Regions from separate parts of the Mus musculus genome. Here region 1 is linked to region 2. The links are chromatin contacts, called in public HiChIP or PLAC-seq maps. All regions are on one chromosome and are shown on one strand. The core of a region is the stretch at or near the end of the contact, and the rest is flanking DNA. Distances in the headings are between cores, read along the strand shown. Region 1 overlaps Ldb3 (LIM domain binding 3). Region 2 overlaps Shld2 (shieldin complex subunit 2).

Region 1 (5,739 bases), core at 1,844-4,343, 280 kb after region 2:
TGGATTCCCAGGTTGGAATGAACTATCAAGTTCATCTCCAGGCCTTTCTGTCACAGGGAAAGCCCTAAAGCAGGTTTCCTGTTGGATGGCAGTGGGCAGGGAGCTGTGATTCTCTGAAGTCACATTACCAGGAATTGAACCTGTTTCTGGTGATAGAATGAATGACATCCTGCCCACCTCAATGGGTGTGGTGGGAACCCCTAGGAGGGACACAGCACAAGCATTTTGTAAAGTTGTAAGTCACAAAATCAGGGTGTTTTCACCCACCTCAACATTCTTACATGGCTTCCCACTGTCCAGAGAGTCCCAACATGCTAGGGACAAGGTGACTTTAGGGGTACTGTTAGAGGAGAGTGGGGAGAGGTGATCCCACAGAACTTCAAAGCAGCTTCATCCCTCTGTTGTAAGATTTAGGGTTCTGTATAAGTCTGTGTAAGCTGTGTCTTTCTCTCTTTGCTTTTCATTTCATTTCTTCTATCCTTTGTTTCCTTCTTGTTTTACAAGCCACAATCCTCTGTGCTGGTCTTTTTTTTTTTTTTTTTGGAAACAGGGTTTCTCTGGCTGTCCCTGGAACTCACTCTGTTGATCATGCTATTCTGGAACCCAGAGTTCTGCTTGGCTTTGCCTCTCAAGTGCTGAGATCAAAGGCCCAGCCAAGCTGTTTGTTTTTTGACATATAGCCCAGGCTAGTCTGGAACTCACTCTGTATTCCAGGTTGGCCTCAACAATTCAGAGATCCTGGTATCTCAGCCTCTTGAGTGCGGGATTACAGACATGTGCCTCCACACCTAGCTCTAAAAGGAATTAGGAATGAAAGCCGTGTGATCGTCAAGCCATGGCCTTATGTACTAAGCACCTGAAAGGCAGTTAGTCTAAATTGAGATGTGCTATTCAGTTTAAAAATCTGAAGACTTAATAAAAGAATATAAAGTATCTTAGTAATAATTATCTTATATTGATTGTATGTTAAAGCTGTTTATTTATTTTTAAATTTAATGTGTGCAGATGTTTGCCTGCATGTATGTCTGTGTACCTCATGCATGCCTAGTACCTAGGGGAAGCCAAAAGCGTGTTGGATTCTCTGGGACTGGAGTAAGTTGGCTGTGGGTCCTGTGGAAGAGTAGCTAGTGCTCTTAACCACGGGTCTGCCTCTTCAGCCCCTTGTTTGTGTGTTGAGCCGGGTCTCTACGTGTTACCCAGCTAGCCTCAAGTGACCTTATTTCTCAGCTTCTGAAATAGCTAGCATGCATCTGAATAGAGTCCAGCTCTGAACCATTTTTAATATACTGAGCTGTGTCTGGAAAAACGTCCCAGTGGTTAAGAGCATGTACTAGTAAAAGACTGGAATTGGATTGCCAACACTCATGTCTCATGGCTTATAACTGCCTTAAACTTAAGCTTCAATGGATTCCACACCTTCTTCTGGCCTATGTAGGCACCTGCGTTCTAGTGTACACACACACACACACACACACACACACACACACACACACACACACGCATTTGAGGCTGAAAAGATGGCTTTGGAGAGATGGCTCAGTGGCTAAGAGCACAAGCTGGGATCCAGGTTCAATTCCCAACCCCCTCGTGGCAGCTTACAACTGTCTGTAACTCCAATTCCAGGGGATCTGACGCCCTCACGTAAAGGCAAAACACCAATGTACACACAATAAAATAAAATATTTTTTAAAAGGTCAGGTGCAGTGGTGCACACCTTTAATCCCAGCTCTAGAGACCTGATCTACAGAGCAAGTTGAGAAACCCTGAATAAAGAACACAAAAAACTCAGAAATTTTCATATGCTGAGCTAAATAAAAATGTATTTAAATCAATTTTACCTGCCTTTTTTTTTTCCTAAAAGTGTCTGCCTCTCGGATGGTTCTTTGCAACAGTGGCTGCCAAGAGCTACTGGCTTTCACAGTGTTGCACAGGAGTTTGTGTAATAGCAAGAGGCAGAGTACTTGCGAGTCAACTTTACAGACAACCTGGAGAGCTTAAGTGGCTACTCGAGGTCAGCCAGCTTGCAAGCTTCCTATCTGAAACGCACCCTAATCAGCTCCTCTAAACCACTCCGAATGCAGAACCAGGCTCCAGCATGCTCCTTCCAAGTAAACCCCGCCCTCGCCCACCTTGCCTCCCTCTCCAACCGCTCCTTCGGTAGGGCAGACATTCTCTTCCTCCTATCCGAGGCTTTCCTGAACCGCCTTCGTTTTCCAAACCCCTACTCAAGGCCCCAGAGAGGAAGGCTGGAATCCTGGACCAGGTTCCTACCTCCTACCCGCTGGGGCTACAAACAGGAGGAGGACTTTCTCTTCCGGGCGGTTCGCCCGGGCAGATCCCTGGGGAGGGGGAAGGAGAAGGGAGAGGACATGCGGGGAGCACGGTCCCCTCTCCTCTCAGCTCCTGCCTGCTTCGCCCCTCTACGCTCCAAATGCCGTAAGAAACCTGATATCCCATCTCCGAGCCCCGGGCTGTTGCTATTTCTACGTGACGGAATTAAGCCGGTTCGAATTAGAAGGTGATATTTCATCTCTAATTGGCACGTTCAAAGGGCTCCTATCGCACTTGGCGGCCCCGGGACTGTGTAATTAAACAACAAGGTGATCTGAGTCACTTAGCCCGGGCTAAGTCGCCGGCAAGCGCCCGGGTCGCCGCCCGGCCCGCAGGCCGACGTGGCCATCCCGGGGACCAAGGTGTCCTCCGCCCACTGGCCCCAGGTGTTCTGGGGAAACGGATGCCCAGCCCAGGCGCCAGAGATAAGATGCCGGCTCGAACCCCGCCCTGCCTCCGTCCCCCACCCCCCGGAAGCTGCGGCCGGGGACTGGCCGCGAGCGGGCTGCTCGTGCTCGGCGGCGCCCAAGTCCCCGCAGCCCAGCAGAGGAGCGGGGTGCGGGCCCGTATCCCCGGCTGGCCTGGCAGCCTACCAGCCGCCCCCGGAGCCCGTTGCCAACCCAGCCTCCCTGGAGAGAAGGAAGGGTGGAGGCAGGCCTCTCCTCTGCTCCAGGCAGGGATGAGTTAACGTCTGCACAGTCTGGGAACCGTGGAAAGGCCTTGGCTCCTGCCGGTCTCCGCCGCCCAGGCCGCTGCGGGAGAAGCGGCTGGAGGGCCCGGCCGCCCCCTGGTGGGCATGCGGGGACAGGACAAGAAAGGTGCCGGGAGGGCCTGCGGTGCTGCTGGGAAAGGTCTGCACCTGACACTACTCCTACCGGCTTCTGCAAACGCCTTCCTGTGTTTCCTGGCCGCACTGAGTGATCATTCTGTCTCCTACGTAGGAGATTTGTACCGCTCCCCTTCCAAAATGCCACCTCAGCCTGTGGAGCTCTGACTTCAGAATTTCCTTTCCTCGGCCCAGAAGTGCAAGAGATGGCATCAGACTACAGATATTATTTTATCTCTGCAGATATAACAAGAGGTTATAGAAATCCTATCTTACTCAAATGAGAAAATTCAGGTCTGAGAGATGAGGTAGTTTGCTTATTCCTTACAGCAGGCTGGGTGTCCCACCCATGCTAAAATGTTTCCTGTCCATACTCAGTTCTGTTGTCGGTGAGCTTCATAAAGCAGGGGACTGATTCTGTCGCTCTAGTCAGGAAAGCCTCAAGAGAAAAGCTTCCTTGGGTCTCATCAATGCCTTATCAGGATGTGTTCTGGAGCCTAGACTTTGTGTTATTCTTTATCCCAAGTCTACTTGGCCAGTTCACACTTGTAGGACACAAGCCCCCTTCCTTCTCCCTTAAAATAACCCGTCTCTTTTCCCTAAGCAGGCCTGTAACTTATTCCCTTCCTCGTTTTACCACAAATGGTTTGTGCATTGGAAAAGTGTGTGTGTGTGTGTGTGTGTTCATGGGGTGAGGTCATAGGGTATTTGGGAAATGACACCTTTCATTCGATTTTGCTATGAACTGAAAACTGATCTTTAAAAAGTCTATTAAAAACTGGGTGTGGTGGCACATGCGTATAATCCCAGGACTTGGGAGGTCCAGGAAGGAGGATCAACAATCAGCCTGGTCTACCTGAGCTACCCTGCCAACAAACACACACACACAAAGTCTATTAAGATTTTATGTGTAAAGCAGAGCATAGTGGCACATGCCTTTAATCCCAGCATTGGGGAGACAGAGCCTGATCTACATATGGCGTTCCCGGACAGTCAGGACCACATAGAGATCTCATCTCAAAAGCAAAACAAACTATATAGAGAGACCATATAGTCCATAGTAGTTTTGAGTGAAGAAAAACATTTGTATTGTAATAGTAAATGAAAAATCATCATTGCTTTTTATAAATTCAAGATGAATATATATATATATATATATATATATATATATACATATATATGCATGCTGGACGTGTATTTTTTTAAAGATTTATTTATTTTATGCATATGAATACACTGTTGCTGTCCTCAGACACACCAGAAGAGGGCATCAGATCCCATTACAGATGGTTGTGAGCCACCATGTGGTTACTGGCAATTGAACTAAGGACCTCTGGAAGAGCAGTCAGTGCTCTTACCCACTGAGCCATCTCTCCAGCCCCAGAAGTATAATGTTTACTTGGAAAGTATATACATACCTAAAATCCTATTTTATCAACCTATGGAATGGCTATCAAGGGATAATTAAAGGAATACTTAAGGCTCACTCCCTGTGTGTGCACAGCTGCCGGAGTATAGAGTGTAAGCTCATGACCTCTTCCTGTTACTCTATGATTACCCTCCTGCCTCGGGTGTGTGTGTGTGTGTGTGTGTGTGTGATGCTAGGGATTGAGCCCAGAGGCCTCACCCATACTAGGCATACACTCTACCACCAGGTTAACACCTCCATCTATCTATCCCATTTCTTTATTGGTTGAATGTATCCTCATGGCAAGTTCAAGTCAGGCACATACAAAGGAGAAAGTCTGCCACAGCCCTGCCCTCCTAAAGTTCAGGGTCAGAACGCAACAGGAAGAAAGACTGTGAGTAGACTCGGGGCTTGGCTGTCAAGGGCCTTCCTATGGGCATAGCCGTAGTACATAGGACCTTCCTCTAACTGGGAAAAGACCTGCTAGAGAGCCCTGAGATTCTTGGCACAATGGCTGGCAGGAAGCCCAAGAACTACCTTGGGCTCTGAGGAAGAAATCCAACCTTGCCTAGAAACTTAGGAAACAAAAAGCTACCTCCCATCCCAGGATGAAACTCAGCACCGATGGGGCAGGGGCCATAGAGACACAACCACAACCAGTGAGCTCTGCCTTGGGTCCACTCTACTGCTATGTGTGTCCATGCGCCCCAGTTATCCCCTGTCACCTGAGCAGGCCATATACTAGACTGGTTGAGCAGCTTTCCCAAAAGGACAAAGTGACACAGTAAGCTGGCCTAAAGCCTGGGGCATTTTTTTTTGTTGTTATAGTTTCTTGTCCTCTAGTTTGAGGCCATCCCAGATTCTTAGAGAAACAGCTTTTTACTCTTTCTGTCCCCGCAACCCCCATCGTCTTTTCTCTCAACTCGGTCTGGAAACGTCCAGCTAGGACTATCTGTTTCCTAAGAGCTAAGTAGTTCCATCCCTGCCTGGTACAACCCACGTGTCATCCCAGGTCAAATACAGGCTCCAAGGCTCAGTCGGATTCTGCCCTACAACCAGGAGAGGGAAGGATAGGCCCCCTTCACTCTGGAGGCTTGGTCTGAAGCAGATAACCCTTTGAGCCCTCAGCCCCCCGCCCCCAGCTCTCACCTGGCTGGTAGACAGAAGGCCGGAT
Region 2 (6,236 bases), core at 1,832-4,331:
CCTGAGTGCTGGGATTAAAGGCATGTGCCACTACACACAGACTTCGATATTTGTTTTTTGTTTTTTTAAAGAAATAATACAGCGCCAACAAAGATACCTTTTTAAAGGCATTCATAAAAGTAATTTAATTGTCTTATAGTAGAAAAATGGGTAAATAGATTCCAGCAGTCACTTGATCTTACCTAGTTGTAAACAACATTAGGGATGTTAGGAAAAACCAGAGAGGTAGCAGGACTGTTTCTATGTGCCTAGAAAAGGCCTCCAAGAAGATCACAAACAAACTAGACATTTTCTTTTCTTTTCTTGTTTATGTTTGTCTGGTCGGTTGGTTGGTTTGGGGTTTTTGTTGTTTGGGGAGGGTTATTTGTTTTGTTTCAATCATGGTGAATGATCTTGAGGTAGAATGTCCTTAACTAAAAGTGACTACAGTACGGGTCGATTCACCTCTTTACTGTTGGGAAACTTCTTTGATACTCCAAAAATAGTCTTAGCTCTGGGGAATAAGTTCACATTAAATGGGTTAATATGACAAGAAAACCAGAACTTTTATTTTTATTTACAGTGAGGTAGTATTTGCCAAAGAAACAGTACTTACAGTATGTTCTCATCTTATAAATAGATCTATAGTTGGGAAGCCATATTACAAGCAAAGAGGAATTCTGAAAGTACTAAGTCAGAGTATGAGTTAGATAAACTAACTCTCCAACAATAATAGAACAACATATAAAAAGTGCTTTGTTAAGTCTGTTTGTTATAATCTTGCATTTACGTTCCATAAAGATTGTTCCTAACAATCCAAAGAGAACGCTCCAAGACACATTAATTAAAGGAATCAGCTCCCTGCAAACAACTTGATATTGTATGAACCGCAATTTTCATTTTCTCAGCTGAGGCTAACAAAGCCTAGCTCCATCACATCCTTTCTTAGCTAAGTTAGTAAGATTAACTAACTTCTTCTAGCTTTACTAACACTGTATTGGTTTTATATTATATTTTGTTTGCATGAGACAGGGTCTCGTGTAGCTAAGCTAGCCTCAAACTTCTTTATAGCTGATGCTAGCCTTCAACTCCAGAACCTCTTGGCCCTGCCTCTTAAGTGCTGGGATTACAGGCCTGAGCCATGCTACTGTATTGATTCTAAATTAACTAAGAACAAGTAAAAAAATATTAAAGATTTTAGTCCAGTGTGGTGGGACATGTATATAAATCACAGCAAAGGGAGGCTGAAGCAGAACTGATTTCCCCCACATACTAGGATCCTGTCTTAAAACACATACCGCTGGGCGTAATGGCGCATGCCTTTAATCCCAGCACTTGGGAGGCAGAGGCAGGCATATTTCTGAGTTCGAGGCCAGCCTGGTCTACAGAGTGAGTTCCAGGACAGCCAGGGCTACACAGAGAAACCCTGTCTCAAAAAACCAAAAAAAAAAAGAAAAAACTGAAAGAGAGAAAGAAAAAAAAAAAAAAAAAACAAGACTGCAAGGCCGTCCTCAGCTGAGTAAAATAGCAACAAACTAAACATCAGCATCTTGAGTCCGTTCCTTCAGGAATAGTTTAATGTACTGGAGTGAAGTAGCAGAAATGTTGCCCTTTCCTAATAACACTGCTAGTAAAGTAAGAGAGTTAATCAGACACAAACACAGCTGTAAGGCAGCATAAAGGAGCCCAGTGATAGAACTTCAACTGACACACGATGGATGATTACAACCAACCAAGGCAGGCTTCTTAGAGGAGAAAATGGATGAGAAGGCATCACAGAACAAAGAGGGGTCCTAAAGCCCGAGGAAGCACAACACACATGCTACAGCAGGTCAGTCACACCCAGGGAAGATAAGTGGCAAAGGAAATCATAACCAGAAGACACAGCTTTATAAAACAGGCTATCACTATACCTCAATGGTCTTACCTGTAAGTAAAATTATATCGCCAAGAAACACTGTAAGTGCCCCAAATGCTGCAGTCCTCCACAGAACAACCCTCTTCTTAATTTCTGACTGATCAATAACTACAATCGTTGCTAATGGCACTTTAGAACCAGAATTTGGTCCAGATTTTATAGTTATTTCCTTTACATGACATGGGGTTAGCACCATGACTAAGCAGTTATACTTCTGATTTTTAGAATCACAATTTTTTATTAATGATATTTTTTTACTGTCCTTTAATTCAGACATGACCCTCTGGGGCACTGCTTTGGCTGCCTCTCTTATATTAGAATCCATCCTTGGCTTCTTGGACACCTGATGGACTTCAGAAAGAGCTTTAGAATGGTGGGAATCATCTTTACAGCTCCAGCTCCTGTTAGCGGTACTTGGATGGGAGCTACACAACTCATTTGGTGGCAGGTTTTCTTCATTACTGAAAAGTTCTTGAGAGCTTGTGTTTTCAAGATTTTTTCCAGGGTTTATGTGACTGTGACTGCTTTCTGATTCAGGACAAACAGGACTAAAAAGTTCCAGGGAATACACTTGGCTTTGCTCATTTTCAGATTCTTCTTCGAAATCTCCACCAGGCTTACTAAAATCCCCTTCAGTTCGTCTGACTCCCTGACTTCCTGTTGGTTCTGCCTCCATATTTACAGTGCTCTTATTTATACAGTCCTGACCTTTATCATTCCCTTGAGCTAGAAAAGCCCGTTGGCTGGAGGTCAGTACGCTGAGAAATTCAGCTTCAGCAGACAGTCTCTGGTCTGAGGCCTTCCTGACTGCTCCCTCGGACTGTGGCTCACACCGTGTGTCAGAGAAGCTCTCCTGACTCTGTCTTTCACGATGTCCTGTCGGCTCTGGCTTTGTCCCTGTACTCATCTGTTCAGTACAACAGCCCAGATCCAGTTTCGCTGCACACTTAAGGTCTAACGCAAACAAATCTCTTTGGAAGTTCCGAACGCAGGGATCTGACTGATTTTTAGACTGCTCATCTGTAATTTTCTTATTTTTACATTGAAGCTTTTGATCTTTTTCTTCTTCGGGTAAATGCTGAACTCCGTCCCCAAGCCCACACATTTGTCCACTAGTCATATCACTCAGGTTAACCTGGGATTTCACACTCTGTGCTTCGGAAGCAGAATGTTTAAAGTCCTCATCCACCTGAGCAGACCTCCTCACAGAAGTCGTCAAAACGTCACCACTAAGAAGGCCTGGAGGGCCAAGACCTTTGGGGACTTGACAGTCTTCCAGATTTTTAAACTCCTGATCTCCAGCCTTCAGATACAAGGAATGCTGTTTATAGAAGAGTCGGACTTTTTCCCAGGCGTTGGCAGTGGACATTAAGGAAGCTGTTCCCTGTGATACTGTCGTTTTCAGTGGAGCAACTGGAGCACCCAAAAAAATGTGAACTTGTGATCCTTGACTCATAATTTCTGATAAAAATAAAATTTCAAAATTAATATATTAGTATATTCTCATATCTGCTAAAAAACAAACTACTGATCACAAACATGCAGGTTGGTTATTCAACTATAAAATTAATAAATAAGAAACTATAAGAAAATCAAATTAGTCACAAGAAAGTCTTCAGTTAAAGGCTGAGAAAAGGGACAGCGAGGTGACTCAGTGGGAAATGGCGCTTGACAGACAACCTGAGTTCAGTTCTGAAACCAGGGTAGAAGGAGAGGAGTGATTCTCAAAGTCACCCTCTGACCTCTACACACGCCACGGCACACCACGGCCCACACTACCACATATAGCACACACTCACATAATAAAGATAATACATTTAAAACTTAATTTTAATTTTAAAATACTCAGAGAAACAAAGTAAGCATGAAACCAGCACATCTTTAGATCAATGTTCATTTCCCATGCTGTAAGTCCTGCCCCATGTAAAGAATAATTTAGTTTTAAAGAATAGGCATGATTTATTACTGTATTATATTACCTTTAAATAGCCATAGATTCTCTCCTCCTCTGAACTCAATTTCAAAACCAACATACAAGGCTCAAACTAAAAGGAAAGAACATGGGATTTGTTTGTTTGTTTGTTTGTTTGTTTGTTAAGTGAGGCTCTCTGTAAAATGTACAAGCACTTCAGTGTAATAATTGAAAATCACTGTTTCTATAGTTTTCATTTTTTTCTTTATTGGGGGGTATCTTATGAGTCAAGGCTGGCCCTGAGCTTACTACACATCCAAGATGTCCTAGAATCCTGCCCTTCTCTCCACCTCCCAAAGGCTGGGTTTACAAGGATATACTACTATGCCCAGCTCTATCTTTCTATAATACAAACAATTTTTCCTTTTTCTTATTCCTCCCTGCCTCATTCGTTCGTTCATTCATTTCTTCCTCTCCCCCTCCCTCCCTCTCTTCTTTCTTTTTTTCTTTTTCCTATGGCACTCAAGATCAAACTCAAAGAGTTGTTCATGGAATATATAAACACATAAAAATAAACTCATCATTTAAACTGTTTCTCCATTAACTATGGCACCTGGTGTAAGTAAATCGATCCTATTGACTGGTAAAGAATCAAACAGATTGAAACATTACTTACTCTGACTACAAACTGGGCTCTGGCTGGAGGCTGAAAAGTGGTCTTGTTTTAAATTCATTACCATTAATTCCTGGCAATCCTGATCCCACATACATAATTCCTTTTGAAATAACTTTTATATCTCTTCCCTCTAAATCTTCAGTATCTTCTCCCAGTCCTCACATACAATAAATGACCGTATTACTGATTTCCTTGACATTTACCAATACAACTCCATGAGATCTAGATTCTCTCCTAGCTTCCTGTAGTGGCTGAACTTTCACACACTCCTGTGTGTGTGTGTGTGTGTGTGTGTGTGTGTGTGTGTGTGTGTGTGTGTGTGTGTGTGTGCGCGCGCGCGCGCATGCGTAAAATCACATTAACAAGCCAGAGAAAGACACTGAGTATCCTCTACTGCTCTTCCCTTATTTTTTTGAGACAGTGTCTCTCACTGAATCTCAAGTTTTCTGCTTAGGTAAGTAAGCTGGCTGGTCAGTAAGCTCCCAGGAGCAGTCCGTCTCTGCTCTCACAGCACTAGGGTTACCCACAGGCCATGTGCAGCTTTTATATGAGTGGCCACGGATCTGAACTCATGTCCTCTTGCTTAAAAGAAAAAGGGGCTGACTCCAGCCAAGTGAAATCTGATACTTCCATGCAAGACTGTCTCTTCTTCACTCTGGTATCAGATCTCAGTCAGGCTGTGTGCTAACAATGGTTGAACAAGATAAATGACACACATGACAATTCCATTAACTTACCTGTGCGTGTTGGAAATAGCAAAGAACTAGAGATATAAATTAGTGGAGGAACACTTGCCTACCATGAACAACTCTTTGAGTTTGATCTCAAGTACCACAGGAAAAAGAGGGGGGTTGGGGGGGAAGGGAGGAAGGTGGGAGGGAGGGAAGGAAAGGGAAAGGGAATGGGAGGGGGAGAAAATGAATGAATGGATGGATGGATGAATTAATGAATAAATGAATGAGGCAGGGAGGAATAAGAAAATCATGAGTCGGGCTGGAGAGATGGCTCAGTGGTTAAGAGCACTGACTACTCTTCCAGAGGTCCTGAGTTCAAATCCCAGCAACCACATGGTGGCTCACAACCATCTGTAACAAGACCTGATTCCCTTGTCTAAAAACAGCTACAGTGTACTTACATATAATAAATAAAATAAACCTTAAAAAAAAAAAAAAGGAGGAGGAGGAGGAGAAAATCCTGAGTCTGGGTGTCTTATGGACTGATGGACTGACTGATCTTAAGACAGAGTCTTAGCCTGCAGCCCAAGTTGTTCCGGAAGTCACTGTCTAGGCTAGCCTAGCCTCCACCATTTCTGGTACATCCCCTGGAGTCCCAGCATTCATGTAACACATCTACTTTGAAGAGTAACTGTCATAACACTACTAAAGCAGAGAATTTCAGGAGTGACAACAGCAGACTTTCCAAGCATACACTAGAAATACAAAAACAGTCCATGAAGAAAATGGATTTGCAACAAAAACATACAAAGAAGAAATCCATGTTAATATAGATGCATCTTCTAAACACATAAATCTTAGTGGAAAATTTAACAATAAGAATCCATAAACCTTTAATCCCAGCACCTAGGAGGCAGAGTATGAGGGCCTGAGCTGAGTCCCTGGCACCCATGGGCTAGAGAGATGCCTCAGCAGCTGGCATCTTGAGCTTGATCCTTGAACCAATGTGTGGTAGTGTAAATGAGAAATGTCCCCCAAAGGCTACAGTTTTGAGCTCCTGTCCCCAGTCCATGGTGC

What was found. HiChIP or PLAC-seq counts read pairs in DNA pulled down with a chosen protein or histone mark.
Region 1: a contact with region 2 is called in an H3K27ac HiChIP or PLAC-seq map of embryonic stem cells, with 5 read pairs. The contact joins two enhancer-like sites. A contact is called at or near these places in 5 of 484 Hi-C or Micro-C datasets (cardiomyocytes, muscle stem cells, nephron progenitors and 1 more) and 5 of 115 datasets of contacts at active chromatin or transcription factors (embryonic basal ganglia, embryonic forebrain, embryonic limb bud and 1 more).

The regions. Positions count from the first base shown.
Region 1 is chr14:34,546,463-34,552,201 of GRCm38.p6, forward strand. Ldb3 (LIM domain binding 3) reads right to left here. Exons shown (of 15, transcript NM_001039074.2): 10 at 5,715-5,739. Among named protein-coding and RNA genes, the nearest start is that of 9230112D13Rik, 27 kb to the left of the region's middle. Within about 2 kb of position 3,094, at least 292 of the 459 cell types and tissues checked have an H3K27ac peak or open chromatin away from gene starts, as enhancers often do. A contact at or near this core is called in embryonic stem cells, where this site is marked.
Region 2 is chr14:34,265,595-34,271,830 of GRCm38.p6, forward strand. It overlaps Shld2 (shieldin complex subunit 2), which reads right to left. Exons shown (of 10, transcript NM_001360074.1): 3 at 1,907-3,358. The coding sequence starts at 3,353. Among named protein-coding and RNA genes, the nearest start is that of Shld2, 42 kb to the right of the region's middle. Within about 2 kb of position 3,082, at least 11 of the 459 cell types and tissues checked have an H3K27ac peak or open chromatin away from gene starts, as enhancers often do. A contact at or near this core is called in embryonic stem cells, where this site is marked.